Regions from separate parts of the Mus musculus genome. Here region 1 is linked to region 2. Evidence: chromatin contacts called from public HiChIP or PLAC-seq data. All regions are on one chromosome and are shown on one strand. Each heading gives the region's core, a stretch centred on a gene start, on an enhancer-like site or on the middle of the called end of the contact. The rest is flanking DNA. Distances are from core to core; before and after follow the strand shown.

Evidence for each region. HiChIP or PLAC-seq counts read pairs in DNA pulled down with a chosen protein or histone mark.
Region 1: a contact with region 2 is called in an H3K27ac HiChIP or PLAC-seq map of the NIH/3T3 cell line, with 8 times the contacts expected there. The contact joins the enhancer-like site here to the promoter of Derl2 in region 2. A contact is called at or near these places in 2 of 39 promoter capture datasets (cranial neural crest and hippocampal neurons), 7 of 115 datasets of contacts at active chromatin or transcription factors (the NIH/3T3 cell line, astrocytes, embryonic midbrain and 4 more) and 1 of 9 other capture datasets (embryonic stem cells).

The regions. Positions count from the first base shown.
Region 1 is chr11:71,994,667-71,997,840 of GRCm38.p6, reverse strand. No RefSeq gene overlaps it. Among named protein-coding and RNA genes, the nearest start is that of Gm46262, 26 kb to the right of the region's middle. Within about 2 kb of position 1,745, at least 214 of the 459 cell types and tissues checked have an H3K27ac peak or open chromatin away from gene starts, as enhancers often do. A contact at or near this core is called in the NIH/3T3 cell line, hippocampal neurons and pancreatic cancer cells, where this site is marked.
Region 2 is chr11:71,018,039-71,021,064 of GRCm38.p6, reverse strand. Derl2 (Der1-like domain family, member 2) reads left to right here and starts at 1,762. Exons shown (of 7, transcript NM_033562.4): 1 at 1,762-1,921; 2 at 2,688-2,753. The coding sequence starts at 1,829. It overlaps Mis12 (MIS12 kinetochore complex component), which reads right to left and starts at 1,454. Exons shown (of 3, transcript NM_025993.3): 1 at 876-1,454.

The sequences.
Region 1 (3,174 bases), core at 496-2,995, 980 kb before region 2:
ATGGTGAGAAGGAATAGAGAATAAACTACGTCAAAGAAGATGTATACTCTTGTATTGAGGGTTCCCGAGCACGGCAGAGGAGAATGTATGACCAGGGCAGCACAGAGGCAGGGGTGGGTAGCAATTAGGTTCTTGTGTTAACAGGAAAAACACTTTGAGACCCCAACACCACTGGTGTCCAGGCATCTATTCAACTGAAGTGATGGAATCAGGATAGGGCCAGCAGCCCCAGTGGTCAACCAGAGATAGGGACCAGGAAGCCTTTACTGCAGGGCCGATGGGATTTTGGGATTACTCAGACCTCAGAGCACCTGGACTACATGGATGCAGAGAGAAGCTAACCTTCATGGCCTCTTAGTGCTGGATGTAAGTGTGGAGTTGGTCATCTCTTTCCCTCCTGCCATCTAATACACAAAGAGAATTGAGATTCAGAGGGGTGAACTATTTATCTGCTGATGTCAGCTAGTTTGATCATATCCAGGAGTAGAGCCCAGGGCTCCAGGTCCTGAGCCTGTGTCCCCCTACCCCATATATGCTTCCCTAAACTTCTCTCCAGAGGCCTTCTGAAGGTGGGTGGGGGTGGGGAGCTGACTCCTCAGGCATGTGGAGATCATCTCACTAAAAATGAGATTACAGCACCTTCATCTTCCGTTTCCCCAGGCAGCATGGGTGTGCTTACTTGTTTCTATAGGGAAGCTGCTCCCAGGCACCCCGCTGCCGCTGAGCACCTAGCCTCTATCTTGTTTCCATCAACATAATCTGTTTGCAACACGAGATTGGGCTTTTCCCTGGCCCCCTTATCACTAATAGGATCAGCGGATTCTGCAGGCTGTTGGGAGCTGCAGTGAGCATGCTCAGTCAGGGAAGCGGCTGTCTCTGAGACGAGACTGCAGCTCAGTTAGCTATACACCAAGCTTTGGGATTCAGGAGAGGAGAGTTCGCCGGGACTCAGTTGCTCCGGGATAGCTTTTAGCTCAGGCTCTAACTCAAAGCCCTGTCTACCAGAGGATGGTTTGGTTAGTACCGTGTAGAGCCTCCACTGAGTTGTTACCGTCTTACTTCTGGAAGCTTCTCTTGTCATATATAATATTTATCTCTCATTAGGTGCGGGTTTATTTCTTGCTACAACAAACCAAATGATTTTTTTTAAAAAAATAAATTTGCTTTAGAAACGACTTGGTCAAAAGGGACTGTTCAATTATACATTTTATACCGCTCCATTCACGAATCCTGTGCAATGGCCAACTTTATAAGCTTTCGACGTTTTAATCAATTTGATCTTTCGGTTTTCTTTTCATCTTTTGGAACCAATCTTTCTTTCCTACGCCGTCAATGTTTTTGCCATAGGCACTTCCGGCTTGCACCTGGTGGATAAAGAGGTCTCACGCAGGAAAGGAAGAAGCCAGAACACCTGGTACTCCCAGCTCGGGTCTGCTACTAGTTAGCTGTGCTCCCTTGGGCGAGGCCCCAGCAGACTCTGTACCCTCCATCCCAAGCTGGTGCTTTTTGGGACAGGCTGAATGTCAGGTAGCTTGGTGCAGGTGAGTTTAGGAAGGTGAGAAAGAAAGCTGGAAATCAGATTCCCCTCCTCCGAAGGGGAAGGGTTAGCCAGCTGGAATCCAAGCCCGGAGCTGGGGCTTCTGTTGCTGGGCAACAGCAGCCTTTGTCTTGCTATGACTCAGATAGGAGAAGAGTTTTTGAGTTGGGCTCCAGCCACACAGGACTTCCTGCCTCTGCCAGTTTCCTGTTTCCTGGAGTGCAGCCTTAGTCACCCCTTGAGACTCTCCTCAGCGCGCTGTTCAGAGGCTGCCTCTAGCCCAGCCTTTAGGGCACACCGATCTGTATTAATTCCAAATGCAGGGGAAGGAGCCAGATGAGTGTCTGCACGGCGTAGGAAAATAGAATTGTTGCAATGTAAAAGCCTGAACGCACTGTAAGCTCTCCAGAGTTCTTAGGGTTTGTGGGATACTCTGTCCCCCTCATGGTAGGCTTCAGGGATCTCTACCTCCGTCACCAGCCTTTCTTCACCAGCCGTGCAAGGCAGTTCACTAGCTCTCAGATTGCTTGTCCCTATTCTCAGATCATGTGTCCCCTTTGCTTTATTTTTTTGGGACTGGGTTTTGGAATGTCTTCACTTCTGGAAGGCTCTTCCCCGCTGATCCCACACAGGTAGATGTGGCTTGTATCCCAGTTGTCAAGTGTTAGGGGGGTTGTTACCCAGTGTGCGGGTGTTGAAATGGGTGTGGTAACTGGTTTTGTGTGTCAACTTGAGCTGGAGTTATCACAGAGAAAGGAGCCTCCCTTGAAGAAATGCCTCCATGAGATCCAGCTCTAAGGCATTTCTCAGTTAGTGATCAAAAGTGGGAGGGCCCATTGTGAGTGGTGCCATCCCTGGGCTTGTGTTCGTGGGTTCTATAAGAAAGCAGGCTGAGCAAGCCAGGGAGAGCAATCCAGTAAGCAGCATCCCTCCATGGCCTCTGCCTCAGCTCCTGCCTCCAAGTTCCTGCCCTGTGTGACTTCCTGTCCTGATTTCCTTTGGTGATGAACAGCAGTTTGGAAGTATAAGCTGAATAAACCCTTTCCTCCCCAACTTGCTTCTTGGTCGTGATGCTTTGTGCAAGAATACAAACCCCAACTTAGACGTTAGTGTTCAAGGGACTGGAGAGGTGGCTCTGTAATTGGGAACACTGGCCGCTCTTGCTTGGGTTTGAGTCTCAGCAACCACAGGGCAGCTCACAAGCAATTGTAACTCCAGTTCCAGAGAGTGAATTGTTATAAATTGAGGTCACTTCACGGGCTTGGGTTTTTCTGCATTCATAAGCTGTTTCTCTTTTAGCTCCTCTGCCATGTTGTAACACATTCAGGGAGCCCTCACCAGAAGCTGAATTGATAGGGCCACTCAGGTTTTGTTCTTCAGCTTCCCAAATTGTGTTCTTATTTACAAAGTATCTAGCATAAGGTATTCTGTTAGAACAACAACAACAACTAGTCTGCCTAACTTACCTGTCTTGGAAGGGCTCTCTCTCCAGTAACCTTTTGAGTGGTAGAAAGTAGGTTGTGGCCACAGTGCTGTTGTTCACAGTAACAGCCACTTTTCTTATTGTTGTAATAATTAAAATAGTTGATAAAAGCATCTTAAAGGAAGAAAAAAAATACTTGAAAGGTACTTTTATC
Region 2 (3,026 bases), core at 513-3,012:
CTTCTGGGGGACTTGTTACTTTATTTGCATGTATAATGTCACTAAAGATTGCCAAAACATTCTCAGAATATCTAAGCTGTTTTACACTCACTTGGAGTAGACCAGAACTTCTTGTATCTACCAATACTCTAACTTTTGTGAATTTGGTAGTCATAAACTTGTTTTTCTTCCCTATAGAGCTAAGAGTATTCCCAGGGCCTTTGTACATACCAGTACGCACTCTAGCACGAGATTCCCAGACCCACACTGTATTTTGAAGACTAAGACCATATGGCTTCGCATACTGTTTGGACACTGAAACTACCTCCACCTTCCACCTTCACATATGTTGTTTCTATTGAGATGACTTTCCTAAAGACTGTATTTTCATTATCTGAATAGATTGGTCATCTGTTACAAATTACCCAATCAACTGACCACTTGCACCCTATAATTCTCTTAAGTTTGCACTCTAACTTTGCCTCCAAGTTTTCACCATTCCTGGATTGATGCGCCATGATTACATAACCAAATACCTACATCCAAACTTCCAGTTTTGAGAAAAGTTCCAATGTTGCCTTTTCTCTGTTGGACACTGCCAATGCTATAATGAGGCAGTAGCTATAAAGATGCAGTTTTACCAACAAGTTGCTAAGACCACTCCCCAGTGTTTGCTCCCATTCTACGTTGTCCACACTGGCCTAGAACTTCAGGATGGAACAAATCCTCTGGCTTCAGCCTTCAGAGTGGCTAGGAGCCACAGGTCGGTTCAACTACTTTCAGCTTTCTAGTCTTCCTTCTAAATGCCATTCTCTCCAACTTTTTACTTGGTTCCTACCAGTCTTGACGGTCGCATTTTTTTGTCCCACAATTTTTAAAGCTTCTTTATAACTTACTGAACACGTCTGCCACGGTCAGGATAGTCTTTGCTCCAGCCCAATCTAATTCTATTTTCTTTCCTTCAAGTAAGCATGCAGTAGGCGCAGATTCCAGAGCCAGTTCGAATACACATCCCTGAAGAACCGCCTCCGCTTTCCCTTCATCTACCGTCTCTTCTCTGCTAGATTAGAGTTCCTGCGGCTGAAGATAAACATGAGAGGTCCTCACACCGTCTCGACGAATGTAATGGACTTCAGAGCCTACGACCGCCACAGACAAGGCCCAGAAACCGCAGAACGGGAAGCGCTTCCTTCAGCTCCAGCTCCCGTACTACCCCGCGGCCGCGATGCATGCCGGGAACTCTAGGTCTCCGTACCCAGGCCGGCCAGACCGGAGGGATTCCCTACAGAACGCTCCGCCGCCCCGACGCCACTCCTCGGTCCCGCCCTTTCCGCTCCTCCTCGGAGAGCACACAGCCCCTACCGAAGCGATCCCGGGAGTGATGGATTCCGCCCCACACCGGCTTCCCGCCACTTCCTTCAAGCTACACTCAGCGGCTGGAAGAAGGCGGTAACACCGGCTCCTCCGAATCGACTGAGACCTGCCTCTGCGAACGAACGCCAAGGCGGGCTGGATCGCACTCCTGATTGGCTAGCCGTGGGTCAAAAGGAGCCACTGCGATTGGTAAAAGGAAGGCGACAAGGAGGGAAAGCTAGCTGTGGCCGGCAGGGATTGGCGGACGGAACTGGTCCTTCTCTCTGCGTTGGTAGGCGGAGAAGTAAGGATGGACCGACGCAGAGGCGCAACTCTTGATTGGTGGGTGAGCGGCCCCAAGGCGCCAGCGATTGGTGGCTGTCCGAGTACGCAGCGCTGATTGGACAGGAGTGGGTAGGCTGAAGGCCAGCTTTGAGTCCGCCCCGCCGCCTGGCATACTGGCGGAAGGGGAAGGGGGGCAGGCGCGGTGGGAAAGATGGCGTACCAGAGCCTCCGGCTGGAGTACCTGCAGATCCCGCCGGTCAGCCGCGCCTATACTACCGCCTGCGTCCTCACCACCGCGGCCGTGGTGAGCAGCTGTGGCGCCACATCCTCTTTTTCCAGGCTAGCTATGACTGCGTCTTCAGAAAACGGGTTTGGGCCGCGGAGAAGCCCAGTGGGTCTGGTCCCAGGGGTGGGTGGAGACATCCGGAGCTGACTCTAGGGTTTGGGATATTCCCAAGGGTGCCAAGCCAGTGACCTGAGAAGGGTGTGCCCCTTCGTGAAGGGCCAGGTCAGTTTCAGACAAATGAAATCCAGACCTGTAGTGAATCAGAAGTGCGGGAGCCGCCCACCCAAAAATGTGTCTGAGAGGTCCAGGTGACTAGTGGGAGTGAGGTCCGCTAGGTTCACAGACTATTATATTGAGTATAGAAATCTCGAGCTATCTGGAAACATCTTTCAAAAGACGGCCTATGGATATAAGTGTCTGGCCGCTTGTACCTATCCCTAATGGTAGCAGGGTCTTAGTTAAACCCCTTATTCCGAGTTGTCTCACCTAGCTGAGGTGGTGACCACGTGACGCACAGATTTGTAAAAGATGCTGTTGGCTTGTCTCTAAAATATGCTCACCCGCCTGCCTTATAGCATCCTCAAATATTGCAACATCAAACTGACATTGTGTGTTTATACAAAACGGTTGTGCAAATTCTAAAGAATCTCTTACCAGCTGTCACAAGCAAGACAGAAATGTATTCCAAGGGACAGAAATGATTAGATCTACTCATCCTTCGTGGTTCATGATGAAATTTTGTTTTGCGGTTGATCGGCTTCAAGAAGCTCTTTTTCCATTTCAGCAGTTGGAATTGATCACACCTTTTCAGTTATACTTCAATCCTGAATTAATTTTTAAACATTTTCAAGTAAGTGGTCTATATAGCAACTGTGATTAATGTTTTCATTATCTTTTTTTTTTTCGTATCGTTTAGTAAGTAGTAAATCCTGTGAAATAGAGTCTCAAAAAAAATAACCCAGTAGGGGAATCTCTGATTACAGGTCTTTTTGAGATGTAAAGAGGGCATTCCACAGCCTGGTTGGACTCTAGAATGGTTTGAGAGCTGCTAAGTATTTGGGAACTCCTTATATACCAAACTAGAGTTGCCAGGGGGGAGCCAGGTGCAGACAGAGCAAGCAGG